2 separate regions of the Oryctolagus cuniculus genome follow, and region 2 is linked to region 1. Evidence: chromatin contacts called from public Hi-C data. All regions are on one chromosome and are shown on one strand. Each heading gives the region's core, a stretch centred on a gene start, on an enhancer-like site or on the middle of the called end of the contact. The rest is flanking DNA. Distances are from core to core; before and after follow the strand shown. Region 1 overlaps KCNU1 (potassium calcium-activated channel subfamily U member 1). Region 2 holds the start of ZNF703 (zinc finger protein 703).

The links. Hi-C and Micro-C count contacts between places; a contact is called where the count stands out from the background.
Region 2: a Hi-C map of embryonic fibroblasts shows a contact between it and region 1, with 5 times the contacts expected there. The contact joins the promoter of ZNF703 here to the enhancer-like site in region 1. A contact is called at or near these places in 4 of 6 Hi-C or Micro-C datasets (ear pinna, embryonic fibroblasts, skin fibroblasts and 1 more).

The regions. Positions count from the first base shown.
Region 1 is chr2:86,779,760-86,786,623 of mOryCun1.1, forward strand. All of the region lies in intron 19 of KCNU1 (potassium calcium-activated channel subfamily U member 1), which reads left to right. The region is part of intron 2 of LOC108175898 (a long non-coding RNA gene); the gene reads right to left. Among named protein-coding and RNA genes, the nearest start is that of KCNU1, 85 kb to the left of the region's middle. Within about 2 kb of position 2,557, at least 2 of the 8 cell types and tissues checked have an H3K27ac peak or open chromatin away from gene starts, as enhancers often do. A contact at or near this core is called in ear pinna, where this site is marked.
Region 2 is chr2:87,556,499-87,563,362 of mOryCun1.1, forward strand. ZNF703 (zinc finger protein 703) reads left to right here and starts at 3,216. Exons shown (of 2, transcript XM_070068547.1): 1 at 3,216-3,614; 2 at 4,590-6,864. The coding sequence starts at 3,381. The coding sequence ends at 6,122.

The sequences.
Region 1 (6,864 bases), core at 1,307-3,806:
GGCTTAGACCACTCTGCCATAGTGCCAGCCCCAATAACAGCCATTCTAATTGAGGTGCATTGATATATCATTGTAGTTCTGATTTGCATTTCCCTGAATGGCCAGTGATATTTTCATATATTTATCAGCCGTTTACATTTCTTTTTTCAAAAATTATCTATTCATATTAATTGCTTATTTTTTAAAAAAAAAAAAGACTTATTTGAAAGAGTTATAGAGGGAGAGGGAGGGGAGGAGAGAGAAAGAAAGCTTTTTCTTCCACTGGTTCACTCCCAAGCTCTTCCATGTGCTGGGATGTCAGCTGTTTTACCAGCTACACCACAATGCCAGCGCCACTTGCCTGTTTTTATGAGATTATTTTTATTGTCAATTTCTTTGTGTCTCATATACTTTTTGACAGATGAATGGTTAAGCACAGAGTTGTCTATTTGGGTATAACATAGCCCATACCTAGTAAACCAAAAGCCTCCTTTGTTTTTTTTATTCATGTATGCCTGTTGTGTGTACCCTTACCGTAGCATTTTAATCATGCTCATTAAGTGAATCCACATTCACTTTACTGCTGCTGCACAGCCAGCATTTCACTTCCAGAATTCCCTTTCTCCCAGAATCCAAACAGCACCATGTTCCCAGTCCTGTGGTGTCCTGGCTGAGATCCCTGAACCTGCACCGATGCTTTTCTCATTAGCTAACGGTGTTCTTTGGGTCCACCACCATCTCTAGCAGAGGTGCGGTCTGCCGTGATGTGTATCAAGCCCTCCCTTCATCGAGTCTCAGTACCATGGTCCAAGAAAACAGTAGGACAAAATGACGTGCCCATATACTACATAGTTACAGGGAAAGGGTGGGGTAGAGTTAGAGTCATGCAGACAAGTTGACGAGCACTGTTTAATCACAGTGAGCCAGAGTTTTGACTCCGTGAAAGCAATAGGGCGGCAGCTTCTATACGATAAGCTTAAGGAGTGTAAGAGAGTGAGCAGGTGCTGTCTTTTGGTCCTCTCACTATCTCTTCTTTAGTTCTTATTTTGCATCTGCAGGCAAACATCAGATCTCTGAGAATCATTGTGCCACAATCCTAGCAAAGTAACCATACAGGTAGAACTAATTCATCTGGTATGGTTGACTAAGTTATCTCTCTATATGAACAAACAGTGTTTTATTATTATTGCTTACAATGGCTGACAAAATAGTTTCAGGCTTCATCAAAGCATCTAGTGCCATAGACAAGTCTCTCTTCCTTGCCCTTCTCTTCCCACCCTTCCTCGCTTTCCAAGCCGTAGTAAAGGAGGCACAAGGGCTCTCTTTCACTCTCTTTGTGGCAGGTCTTAAAAAATGAAGTCAAATTCTCCCAGGAATTGCGGGTATGGAAATGTCCATTGATTTGTCTGGGTGAGAAGGTGGGGACGCATCCCTTATAGCTTGGGAATAAAAATTAGAGTGGGATGGCTGATTATCTGCTGGGCGGATACATTTATTCCCATCGAGTAATTAGTGGTAGCATCTTTTCCTCCTTCATACCGTGGATCATCTTCTACAAGGCAGGGGTGAGGCCTTGTTGTTGGCTTAGGGTTGCATATGAAAGACCAACCACATAAACAAGGTAGAGAGCATGGGTAGCTTAGTCATTGTTTCCAAGTAAAACTATTCAAGGCCTAGGAGCATGACTTGCATAGTTTCCAGGGGAAACAAACGTGAAGTAGACAAACACCCAGGGTTTTCATTCCCTGTTCTCTGCTCTCCCTCCGACACCTCGCCATCCTCTTTCTCAGGGGCGCACCATGGCCAGCTACTCACTGTCCCCACCTGCCTTTTTTTTTTTTTTTTTTGACAGACAAAGTGGACAGTGAGAGAGAGAGAGACAGAGAGAAAGGTCTTCCTTTTGCCATTAGTTCACCCTCCAATGGCCGCCACGGCTGGTGCGCTGCAGCCAGCACACCACGCTGATCTGAAGGCAGGAGCCAGGTGCTTCTCCTGGTCTCCCATGGGGTGCAGGGCCCAAGCACTTGGGCCATCCTCCACTGCACTCCCTGGCCATAGCAGAGAGCTGGCCTGGAAGAGGGGCAACCAGGAAAGAATCCGGCGCCCCGACCGGGACTAGAACCCGGTGTGCCAGCGCCACTAGGTGGAGGATTAGCCTATTGAGCCGCGGTGCCGGCCCCCACCTGCCTCTTAAGAGGCACTCCTCAGGCTTACTGGTCCCCATCATTATCTCTTATATGAAACTTCTTTTGCAAAAACAGAACTATAAAGCCCAAGCCCTTCCAGGCGTATTTCTTTCACCCTGGCTCAAGGGCCTCAGCTAAGGGAAAAACTCCTACCTGCGGAACTTCAACCCTGAGTCGAAGTGGGCGTGTGATTTTTAGGTGACATCCTGTCTACGCCTAAAACCACACCTCCGACGCCTAGAGCATGCTGGGATGTGTTCGTTTAGGCTTCAGGAAAAAGTGACACAGGGTGAGGCCACCCAGCCCCAAGGCTATGGTGGGAGAAGTGGAACATCAAGGGTCAGAGCTCAGCTCTGTGGTTTCCCTGCTGTGTGGGAGGATGAGCGAGTCACTTCCTGTTCTGTGGCTGAGAGAAGTCATCTGTAAAACAAATAGCACCAATCCCACGGGCGGATGAGAGGATTAAGCCTAAGACTTTTATAAAAGATCCTAGCACAGAGGGAGCGCTGGAGAAACGTCAGCATTTATCAGGACGACCCAGGAGACAGGACTGTCCTGCCACGTGACTGAACCAGCAGAGTCGCCGCAAAGCAGCTTGCTGTTTGTTAGGATGGTGGTGCTAACTTCGTGCTTTTGCCCTCACACCCCCAGGGTGAGGTGGAAAGACAGGGCTTACTGAGAAATTTCACTGCTATTTCCACCAGGCAGCAGGGTGGCTCAGGGGAGGGCAAAACAGCCACCGGACTCACCTCCCATGGAGCAGGTGGACCCAGCTCCCGGCTCCCCGAGAAGAGAAGCAGCTTGGCCTCTGCCTGCCAGGAATGCTGGTTTTCTGGCCCTTCCTTTAAGCACAGGAGGCTGTGAGAATGCTCAGTCTTCGTCAGACTCCTGTTTGCCTTGTGAAGGCTACACTGGCTTTGAGGGTGAAAGTCAAGGGCAGTCCCCTAAGTGTCCTCCTCTACTCGGCATCCGACTTAAAGGGCGTTTACCCAGCCTGTTATCTATCGGCTTTTATACAATTAGTGATCACTTTGTAAGCAAGGAAGGCGATGTAAGTTTTAAAGTTTATTTATTTATTTGAGAGGTAGAGTTACAGATATTGAGAGGGAGAGACAGGGAGAGGTCTTCCATCCACTGGTTCACTCCCCAGTTGACTGTAATGGCTGGAGATACACCGATCCAAAGCCAGGAGCCAGGAGCTTCTTCTTGGTCTCCCACACAGGTACAGGGGCCCAAGCACTTGGGCCATCCTCTGCTGCTTTCCCAGGCCTTAGCAGAGAGCTGGATTGGAAGAGGAGCAACCAGGACTCAAACTGACGTCCATATGGGAACCTGGCACGGCAGGCAAAGGATTAACTTACTGGGCCACAGCGCTGGCCTCCAGGCATTTGGGAAGAATCTTTCTTGCCAAACAGAATGGAGAAAAAGCATCTTTAACAAACCCCTCTTCCCCATTCTCCCACCTCCCACCTCTCCTTCGCTCCTGCCCCTAGCCTATTCCACGGCCGGCTGATGACGGCAAACACAAGGCAGGCAGAACTTGAGGGTTGCTGGGGAGCCGTATAGGTAGCAACACCTCCAGCACACAGGCAGCTATCAGGACAATAAAATATTGTTCCTTGCTTCCACCCCACAACCAATTAGGTCAGCTGTAAATATTGCAATTGCTGGGTAAACATGCTGGAAGATTGTGCTGACTTGTTACTATAAGTGAAAATGTAATTAGATTTATAACACTTTTTTTTTTCCTCAAACCATAATTTACAATAACAACAGAAGAAAAAAAATTTTTTTTCTTGCAACCTGCTGAAATATCATTATTAAAAATGCACGTGAAAAGTCAATTACGCCAGAGGGAGGTATTCAAGAGAAGTGAATTTTCATACCCCAGGATTACACCGTGGGGATTACAGCTTTCTTTTCTTTCTTTCTTTCTTCTTCCTTTTTTTTTTTTTTAATGAGATCTTGGTTGCTGCCAAATGAAAAGGAGCAGCTATTTTGCTTATTTCCCTCTGAAATACGGCTGCAGATAGTGCCAGGAAGTAACCTGGATCCCTGGAAACCGACTCTCTCCTCCTGCAAGCTCCAGGAAAAACTAAGCAGTCACCTTTAGTTTTTACTTGCAAGCCCTGGCCCCCTTTCAGCAACTGTCATGCTCCTTAAAATGAGTGGAAATTGAGCTTTTGTTTTCCTGAATGCCGTTCTGTTTTTATACTCTAAGCGCCTAGATTATCATATGGAATTCTATGGGGGCGGTTCTTATGGACAGATCAGAATAAGCCCCCATTTTGATTTGAGACCTGGAGTCTTCCTTGCTCAGGGTGGCAGTCAGTTGGAGCACAGTGCAGCCCCCACAGGACACACAGCAGCAGGACTTGCAGGCTGTGGGTCTTAGCGTCTGCTCTGTGGAGTCCGAGTGTCAGGCAAGAGCCTATGTGTGCAGGGAACCTCAGCCTCTTTGTCTCTCTCGGAGGTTGTGGTTCTAATGTCACTGCCAGGTTCACCCAGACGTGTTGTTGCCTCTCTGCTTTACTGCGTCCTCTCTAGGAAGCCAGGTATTATTACAGCTCATCTGCAGTTAGGGGACCTGTGGCTAATTCAAAGGCAAGTTCAAGAACAAGTCCTGAAGGAATTTGTTAGTGTAGGAGGGGCCAACACTGAGAAGCTGCCATTCTGTGGCTCAACCTGCCCCTAAAATGCTCAGCTTAGATAACAGAAGACATTTTTAACATGTACTTTTTCACACTGCTAGTGTATAGATTGCAGATAAGTTACTTTTTGGAAGAAAACTTTGATATGGTTGTGTAAGAATTAATCATGAAACTAGGTCGACTATGTTTATGTGTGTATGTACACATGAGGGTACTTGAAAAGTTCATGGAAAATGAGCTTAAAAGAAGTTTATTTTGGGCCGGCTCCGTGGCTCACTAGGCTAATCCTCCATCTGCGGCACCAGCACACCGGGTTCTAGTCCCAGTTGGGGCGCTGGTTCTGTCCCGGTTGCCCCTCTTCCAGTCCAGCTCTCTGCTGTGGCCCGGGAAGGCAGTGGAGGATGGCCCAAGTGCTTGGGTCCTGCACCCGCAGGGGAGACCAAGAGGAAGCACCTGGCTCCTGGCTTCAGATCAGCACAGTGCACCAGCCGTGGAGGCCATTTGGGGGGTAAACCAACGGAAGGAAGACCTTTCTCTCTGTCTCTGTCTCTCACTGTCTAACTCTGCCTGTCAAAAAAAAAAAAAAAGCTTATTTTGATGCAAAATATTTTGAAACCTGATCATACAAGGAGTCTTGAAAGGTTTATGGAAAATGCATATCATGAACAGACTATGCAATGATCTCAAATTCTTTAAATTTCATTTTCCACAGTTTTTTTTTTTAAGCACTCTTACATATGAAGTACATGCACATATATGATTTACATCATACAGTTATAATGCACCAGTACATACAAATATTATTATATATAACATCTCTACGCAGGAAGATCTGTGCGAGGCAAAAATGACAAGTCACAAAGTTTATAGACTTTGATCAAAAAGCATCTTAACTCAGTGCTGTGGCTTCTTAATGGAAACAGTGTCAATGGTCTTCCAACATAAAAATTCCATTTCTTATTTGTGTTCTGTAATCACTGATTAATATTACTTTTGAATGTCATGGCAAGTATGGAGCTCACTAAAATTTCTAGTTCATAAAATAATATTGTTTGAAAAATAACTTTATACAGATGAGCTGTTTGCTTCGAGTGACATATTCTGTTTGATTTTATAGTCAATCAAACCCGGCACTGTGTGCTGATAATTTGAGATACGCTAAGGCCTTTCTAAATATAGCCAGTTTTAGCTTTTTCCCAAAGCACAAGGATTCAGCCACCAGGACCTTTGGCAACAGTTTCCTTTTATTCACTAGACTTGGTTCAGTCCTTTGAGAAAGACTTTTTTTGCACCAGCATTGGAAGGCAGTTGTAAAGGACTCGGAGATGGCTCAGAGGTGGAAAGGATCAGCAGGCCCAGGCTGAGTCTCTGCATGGCTCTGAGCCGAGTCGTCCACGAACAAACCACAGCACCTCCTTCCACACAGTGCCCAGACTCCACCCAAAGCAACCGGGCTACAGCCAGCAACCATTAGGTCCACCCAGGACAAGCTCTGGAGAGGGGAGAAAACTCATCAAGCTCAGTGGCACACGGCTCTGACCTTTTCATTCGGATTCTGTATGGGTGTCTTACGTCTGATCTGCAGGGATTTGGGTGAAAGCAAATGAGAGCTGCCCTGGGTGAGTTCTACATTCCTTGGTTTTCCAAAGTCAAAGACCTGAAGCCTGGAAATCTTTAGGGCTACTTAAGACCAGAAAGACGATCACAGAAGAACCATGTTTTTCCAACTATCTACCCTCTATCAAGCCCAATGACAGCCCTCTTTCCAGAGGTCTTTCCCACTCTACCATCTTGCCTGGGACCCTCTTCCCTCTTAGGAGGATGGGGATGGGAAAATGGGCCCTCATGAAGCTGCCTAATGAAGCCACCTTTCGCTCTTGCTCCAGTTGTCTTGTGGCCTCCTCTGATCTGTGGAGATGCCTCAATTCTCTTTGTCCTCCTCACCCTCCTTCACTTGGCTGTCGCAGCCATAGAACTGGGCCATAATACCTTGCTAAGACAAGAAAGAACCAAAGCATACAGAAAAGTGGTCTGTGTGTGTGCAGCAT
Region 2 (6,864 bases), core at 1,966-4,465, 780 kb after region 1:
TTTTTTTTGACAGGCAGAGTGGACAGTGAGAGAGAGAGAGAGAGAGAGAGAAAGGTATTCCTTTTCCATTGGTTCACCCCCCCAATGGCCGCTGCGGCTGGTGCGCTGCGGCCAGCGCACCGCACTGATCCGAAGCCAGGAACCGATGCTTCTTCTGGTCTCCCATGTGGGTGCAGGGTCCAAGCACTTGGTCCATCCTCCACTGCACTCCCGGACCACAGCAGAGGAGCTGGCCTGGAAGACAGAATCCGGTGCCCCAACCAGGACTAGAACCCGGGGTGCCGGTGCCGCAGGCGGAGGATTAGCCTAGTGAGCCGCGGCGCCTGCCCCAACAGAGTTTTAATGAGGCCTCTGGCCTGGATCAGTACGGGTTATCACTTTTCCCTCCAAAGACGTTTAACTGGATCCAGCCAAAGAGACCTGCTGCCCTCATCAGCCCCCTCTAAAGTGTGTCCCTCCCCTGTGCGCTTCTGGAAGTCTGCCCTGGGAGCAGGGGGAGCAGGCTGGCCTCCCCTCTACTGGTGCTATCCGTGGTCACTGCAGAGAGCTGGGGGTGAGGCCTGCTCTGTTACTGGAGCCACTCCCCTCCCCCAGCCCGGCCACCCCACCCATCTCACCTCCCCCTGTCTCCCTTCCTCTCAGCCATCCCCTCCTTTCTCCTCCTCTTCCCCTCTCAGGATAAAGAGCAAATATTCCATTGCCCTGCTTTCTTCTCCCAGCTCCCTGCTGCTCCTGCCCGCTTTTCCATCTTTCCCTCCCAAATTCCTGAACGCCTTTTCTCTCTCTCCCCCTCCCCTTTTCCTCCCAACTCATTTCCCATTAATCATTTCTAACACACATCTGCTTGGGTCCTAGAAAGATTTCTTGGCTCACTCTCACAGCTGGGCTGGTTACAATAATCAAGGATTCTTTCATCTTTGTCTCCTAGGTCTCCCCTCTTCCCAGCTCTTCCTCCCACAAACACGCCTACAAAAGCCAGCCCCTCTGCAGAGCAGCTCACTTCTGTTTTCTTTCTGCATACCGTGAAGTTGCCCTGCACTGTTAAAGGTGATGCCGGCGGGGACAGCCAGGTCATAATGTTCAGGGGCCGGCAGGGGCAGAGCCCACCGCAACAAAATTAACAGAGAGGGGGGAGGCGGCAGCACTTTGGTGCAGCAGGTTAAGCCACTGCCTGCAGCGCAGGCATACCATGGGGGCGCCATTTGAGTCCTGGCTGCTCCTCTTCTGATCCAGCTCCCTGCCATTGCACCTGGGAAAGCAGCAGAAGATGGCCCAAGCAAGGGCTTGGGCCCCTGAGACCCAGAAGAAGCTCTGGGCTCCTGGTTTCGGATCAGGCTAGCTCTGACCGTTCGGACCATTTGGGGAGTGAACCAGTGGATGGTGCTTTCTCTTTTCTGTCTCTCTCTCTCTCTCTCTCTCTGTAACTCTGCCTTCCAAATGAATAAATAAAAGTAAAATAAATGGGATCCCCCATCATTCCCTTCCAGTCCTGTACCCCTCTTGCCCTATGGCTGACACCTCCCACTAGGGGCACCCTTTGCCACTTGGCTTTACCAGGATTAAAATCTGGGGAGGGAGAGTCTGTTTTTTTGTCTTGTTGGTTCACTCCCCAAATAGCCAACCCAAACTCCATCCAGGTCTCCCAAGTGGGTGGAGGGACCCAAGCACTTGGACCTTCTTCTGGTTCTTTCCTCCCAGGAGCGAAATCAGAAGTGGAGCAGCAGGGGCTGGCACCGGAGCTCTTACAGGGTGCCGGCATGGCCGGCAGCACTTAACCCAGAGCGCCAGAGCGCAGGCCCAAGGCTGTGCAATTTCTAAGAGGTCTCTCCATACTGTCCCCAAATCAGCAGGGGTGCGCATCTGACTCCGCGTGGGGCTGATGTGGCTGAGAGCCGTGCCTGCTGTGTTCTGCACAGAACTGGGCGGGGCAAAGACATTGACTATGGTTTCTGTGAGAGTGACTTCGTTCTGGAATCCCCTGTCCTCGTCGTGGGTCCGCCTGCGGTCCGAGGGCGTGGGTCAGCTCGCCAGGGTCAGGAACGAGCAGTCCTGGGGTCATGGGCCCCAAGCGGCAGGCTGACAGTACCGTGACGGATGGGGGTTTGGCAAGGCGGTGCTCCCAGCGAGACGGCGACACGAGCGCGCCTCCACCGGGCGCCGCGAGCACGGGGAAGCGGGCTCCCCGGAGGCCGGCGCACAAAGACCGGCTTCCTGTGCTGAAGAGCGGCGGGTCAGCAACTCCAGCGTCAGGACCGGGACTTCGGCAAACCTCTGCGGAACGCGAAGCTGACGCTGCCACTTCATCCCAGCGACACCGGGAGCTTAGCAGCGTGTTGCGGATCTTTCGTAAAGTTTCCATTCTGAAATTTCCCTCTGCAGTTTCCTCCTCCCCCGGCGAGAAAATGAGGGGGCCGTCTCCGGAGTGTGTGTCGCCGTCCAGCACTCAGGAGAGGTCCCGTCCTCTGGACACCGGCCTCTCTGGCTGAGCCGGGAGCCCCCAGACTAGCGGCTGGGAGCGCAGCAGACACGCGACCCCTGGCCATCAGACAGGGCGCCCCGAGAGGCCTCAAACACACCCCCAACGCCCCGCCTGGGAACCCGGGGCGCTGGGTCGCCACCGGCTTCCCCCCAGAAGTTCTGGAGCCTGCGGGCTTCGGACCCGACAGGCTCAAGGGGCCGGGGGCAGCTCTCGCCGCGACCGGACAACAGCGGGCGCTTCCAAGGAAACACGCTCGGGACCGGCCGCTCAGTGGCAGGCGACCAGGGCCCCGAGAAGGGCCGGGACTTGGGGGGCGCGGCCCGCACCCCTACACACACCCACAAACGCGCGCGCGAGGCCTGCAGGAGACGCTGGGACCCCAGCGCACCTCCGCCGGCGCCGCGCACCACCCGGTGACAGCCCCCGGGTAGGGGGAAGAGAGACAGGCCTGGGGGCGGGGGGCGAGAGAAAGGCATCAGAGGGCCGGGCACCGCCGAGCCCCCGCAAGGACCCCGAGGCGCGGGAGCTGGGCCGCGTGGGGGAAAGGCCCGGGTGGCGGCGGCGCTCGCGCGCGGACCCTTTAAGGTTCTCCCCGCCCACCGGCGGCGCCGGCCTCCGCCCGCCGCTGTCCCCGCCCTGGGGTCCCGGCGAGAGCTGCGATTGGGCGGGTGCGGCGATCCCTTTGAAGTGTGGCTGCCGATCGCGGCTATTTGACGTGCGGCTCGCGGAAGGCGAAGGTTTTTGTGTGGCTCGCCGGGGCTAGCGGCGGCGGTGGAGGCGGGGAGCCGGCGAGCAGGCAGCGGCCGCGGCCCCGCGCTCGACGCTGCGGAGCGAGCCACCCGCCCCGGGAGCTCGCCTCCCGCTGCTCCCCGGCCCCCCCCAGCGGCGCTGCCTCCTCCAAATGAGCGATTCGCCCGCTGGATCTAACCCAAGGACACCCGAAAGCAGCGGCAGCGGCGGCGGGAAGAGGCCGGCGGTGCCGGCGGCGGTGTCCCTCTTGCCCCCGGCGGACCCCCTGCGCCAGGCGAACCGGCTTCCTATCAGGATCCTGAAGATGCTGAGCGCCCACACCGGCCACCTCCTGCACCCGGAGTACCTGCAGCCGCTGTCCTCCACGCCCGTGAGCCCCATTGAGGTCAGTCTCCCGGCCGCTGCCTGTCCGGCGCCGCCCACCCCCCCCCCGCGCGCGCCCCACCGCCGATGGCTCCGCGGCCCTGCGCCCTGCGCCCTGGGGCTCGGCGCGACGCCTGAGTCCGGCCACGCTGGCGGGCAGGGTGAGAAAGCACGGGAAACAGGGATCCGAGCCCATCGGGTCTCTCCCCCTGGCCTCCCGAAGGGAGGTGCCTCGTCCGCGCCCGGGGCCTTTGGCGCTCCTGCTTTCTCGGTCTGGATCTGTTCTGGGAGCCCACGCTGGGAGCTTTACTTTTCCTCCGGCACCCAGTTTCCGGGCCAGAGGTGAACTCTCGGGGGCCTCTCCTGCCCCCTCCCCCCGCCGCCCCAACTCGCTTGATTCTCTTGGAAGCCCTGACCCGCCTGGGTCCCACTCCGCCTCTGCCCATACGGTTAGAGCGCACGGCGCCCAGGCGCTCCCGAGCCCGGCGTTTCTTCCTCCCTCTTGTCCGGGTGCCCTCCCCGGCAGGGAAGGAGGGAGGGGCCGCGAGCAGAGCGCCGACTGCCGCCCTGGCTCCAGAAAGCGCTTCTCTCCCCGCTCCCGACCCGCGGCGCCATCGCCAGAAACCCGTCCCAAACGAACTTCCTCCAAACTAGAGGAATAAGTTTCTCCCCGGGCCTGGGAGAAGGAGAAATTGGAGCGAACGAGGGGCGAGCCACAGCCCTGACCCCGGAAAAGTCACCTTCTCCCGCGGCGGCCCTTGGCGATCCCCTTCCACTGCCCCGTTCCCCGGGCCCGTGACGCACGCCGGTATCGCCTGGCCGTGAAAGCGCGGTGCTCTCCGTGCTGCCCCGCCCGGGCCCGAGCCCGGGCCCGGCCCTCGCCCTCTGTCCACAGTCGTCGTCCCGAGGCCCTCCTCGCCCCCCCCCCCCGCGCGCCCGCCCCGCCGGCCTCCGAATCTCACCCCCTCGCCTCTCCCCTTGCCTCTGTCGCCCACAGCTGGACGCCAAGAAGAGTCCATTGGCGCTGCTGGCCCAGACCTGCTCGCAGATCGGCAAGCCCGACCCGCCGCCCTCGTCCAAGCTCAACTCCGTAGCGGCCGCGGCCAACGGGCTGGGAGCAGACAAGGACCCCGGCCGCTCGGCCCCAGGCGCCGGCTCCGCGTCCGCCGCGCTCAAGCAGCTGGGAGACGCCCCGGCCGAGGACAAATCCAGCTTCAAGCCCTACTCCAAGGGCTCCGGCGGTGGCGACTCCCGCAAAGACAGCGGCTCCTCCTCCGTGTCCTCCACCTCCTCCTCGTCCGCCTCGTCCCCGGGAGACAAGGCGGGGTTCAGGGTCCCCAGCGCCGCCTGCCCGCCCTTTCCCCCGCATGGAGCGGCAGTCTCCGCGTCCTCGTCCTCGTCTTCGCCCGGCGGCTCCCGCGGCGGCTCCCCACACCACTCGGACTGCAAGAACGGCGGCGGCGAGCTGGACAAGAAAGACCAGGAAGCCAAGCCCAGCCCAGAGCCGGCGGCCGTGAGCCGCGGCGTTGGCGGCGGCGGGGAGCCGAGCGCACACGGCGGCGCCGAGGCCGGGTCCTCTGAGCGCAAGTCGGAGCCGCCCTCGGCCCTGGTGGGGGCTGGCCATGTGGCGCCGGTGTCGCCCTACAAACCCGGCCACTCGGTATTCCCGCTGCCTCCCTCCAGCATCGGCTACCACGGCTCCATCGTGGGCGCCTACGCCGGCTACCCGTCCCAGTTCGTGCCTGGCCTGGATCCCAGCAAGTCCGGCCTCGTGGGGGGCCAGCTGTCGGGGGGCCTGGGGCTGCCGCCCGGGAAGCCCCCCAGCTCCAGCCCACTCACCGGGGCCTCTCCGCCCTCCTTCCTGCAGGGATTATGCCGTGACCCCTACTGCCTGGGAGGTTACCACAGCGCCTCGCACCTCGGCGGCTCCAGCTGCTCCACCTGCAGCGCGCACGACCCTGCGGGGCCCAGCCTGAAGGCGGGGGGCTACCCGCTGGTGTACCCCGGGCACCCGCTGCAGCCCGCCGCGCTCTCGTCCAGCGCGGCCCAGGGCGCGCTCCCCGGCCACCCGCTCTACACCTATGGCTTCATGCTGCAGAACGAACCTCTGCCGCACAGCTGCAACTGGGTGGCGGCCAGCGGGCCTTGCGACAAGCGCTTCGCCACCTCGGAGGAGCTGCTCAGCCACCTACGGACTCACACGGCCCTGCCGGGCGCCGAGAAACTCCTGGCCGCCTACCCCGGGGCCTCGGGCCTGGGCAGCGCCGCCGCCGCCGCTGCCGCCGCCGCCGCCGCAGCCTCCTGCCACCTGCACCTGCCCCCACCCGCCGCGCCCGGCAGCCCCGGGTCGCTGTCCATGCGGAGTCCACACACTTTGGGGCTAAGCCGGTACCACCCCTATGGCAAGGGCCACTTATCCACAGCGGGGGGCCTGGCCGTGCCGTCGCTGCCCACAGCCGGACCCTACTACTCGCCATACGCGCTGTACGGACAGAGACTGGCCTCGGCCTCTGCGCTCGGGTACCAGTAACTGCGGTCCCTCCGGCCACCGCCGCCGCTGCCGCTTCCCGCTTCGCTGCTCGCCCCGCCGGAAGCCCCCCGCCCTCCCCACCGGACTGTGTATTTATTTACTGTTCGCTTACAAGCTGGGAATATAAGTGCATTAACGGCCCACACGAGTCGATGGTATGCAGAAAGGCTGTAATAATATTAATCACACCAATAACTACATCCCCGCCCCCTCTTCCTGCCCTTTTTTTCACCCCCCACCCCCACCCCTTAGGTAGAAGTTTTTTAAAGTTTGATGCTTTTTTTTTTTCCTTTCCTGCTTGGTTTGGTTTTAGGGAAGGAGGGTGAGTTCGGTTTTCCCTCGCAGGGGGATTTCTTGCATGCGTCTTCTCCCCTTGAAACGACACCCACCACCACCATCACCACCACCACCACCACCCCACCCTCCTTTTCCCCTCTGGTTTGCTTCCATTCGAGGTTCTGGTTTTTTCCTTTGGACAAGCAGCGGAGTTATGGTTTCTGTAACACGGTTTGGGGTGCAGGGGGGAGGGGCCCGTGAGCGCCTCTTAGCGGCAGCCCTGCGTCCCCTCCCGAGGGACCCTGGGTCTGGGCCCCCCTATTGACTGCCCTGCTCCCCGACCGGAGCTTCCCCCACCCCGAGCTCACCACGGGAGGGGTGCACCTGGCCCCCGACCCTTGACCCCCTCACACCCCCCCCCGTCCCCGGCCCCCTTCCAGACCCCTCCCTCCGGGCCCCGACACTG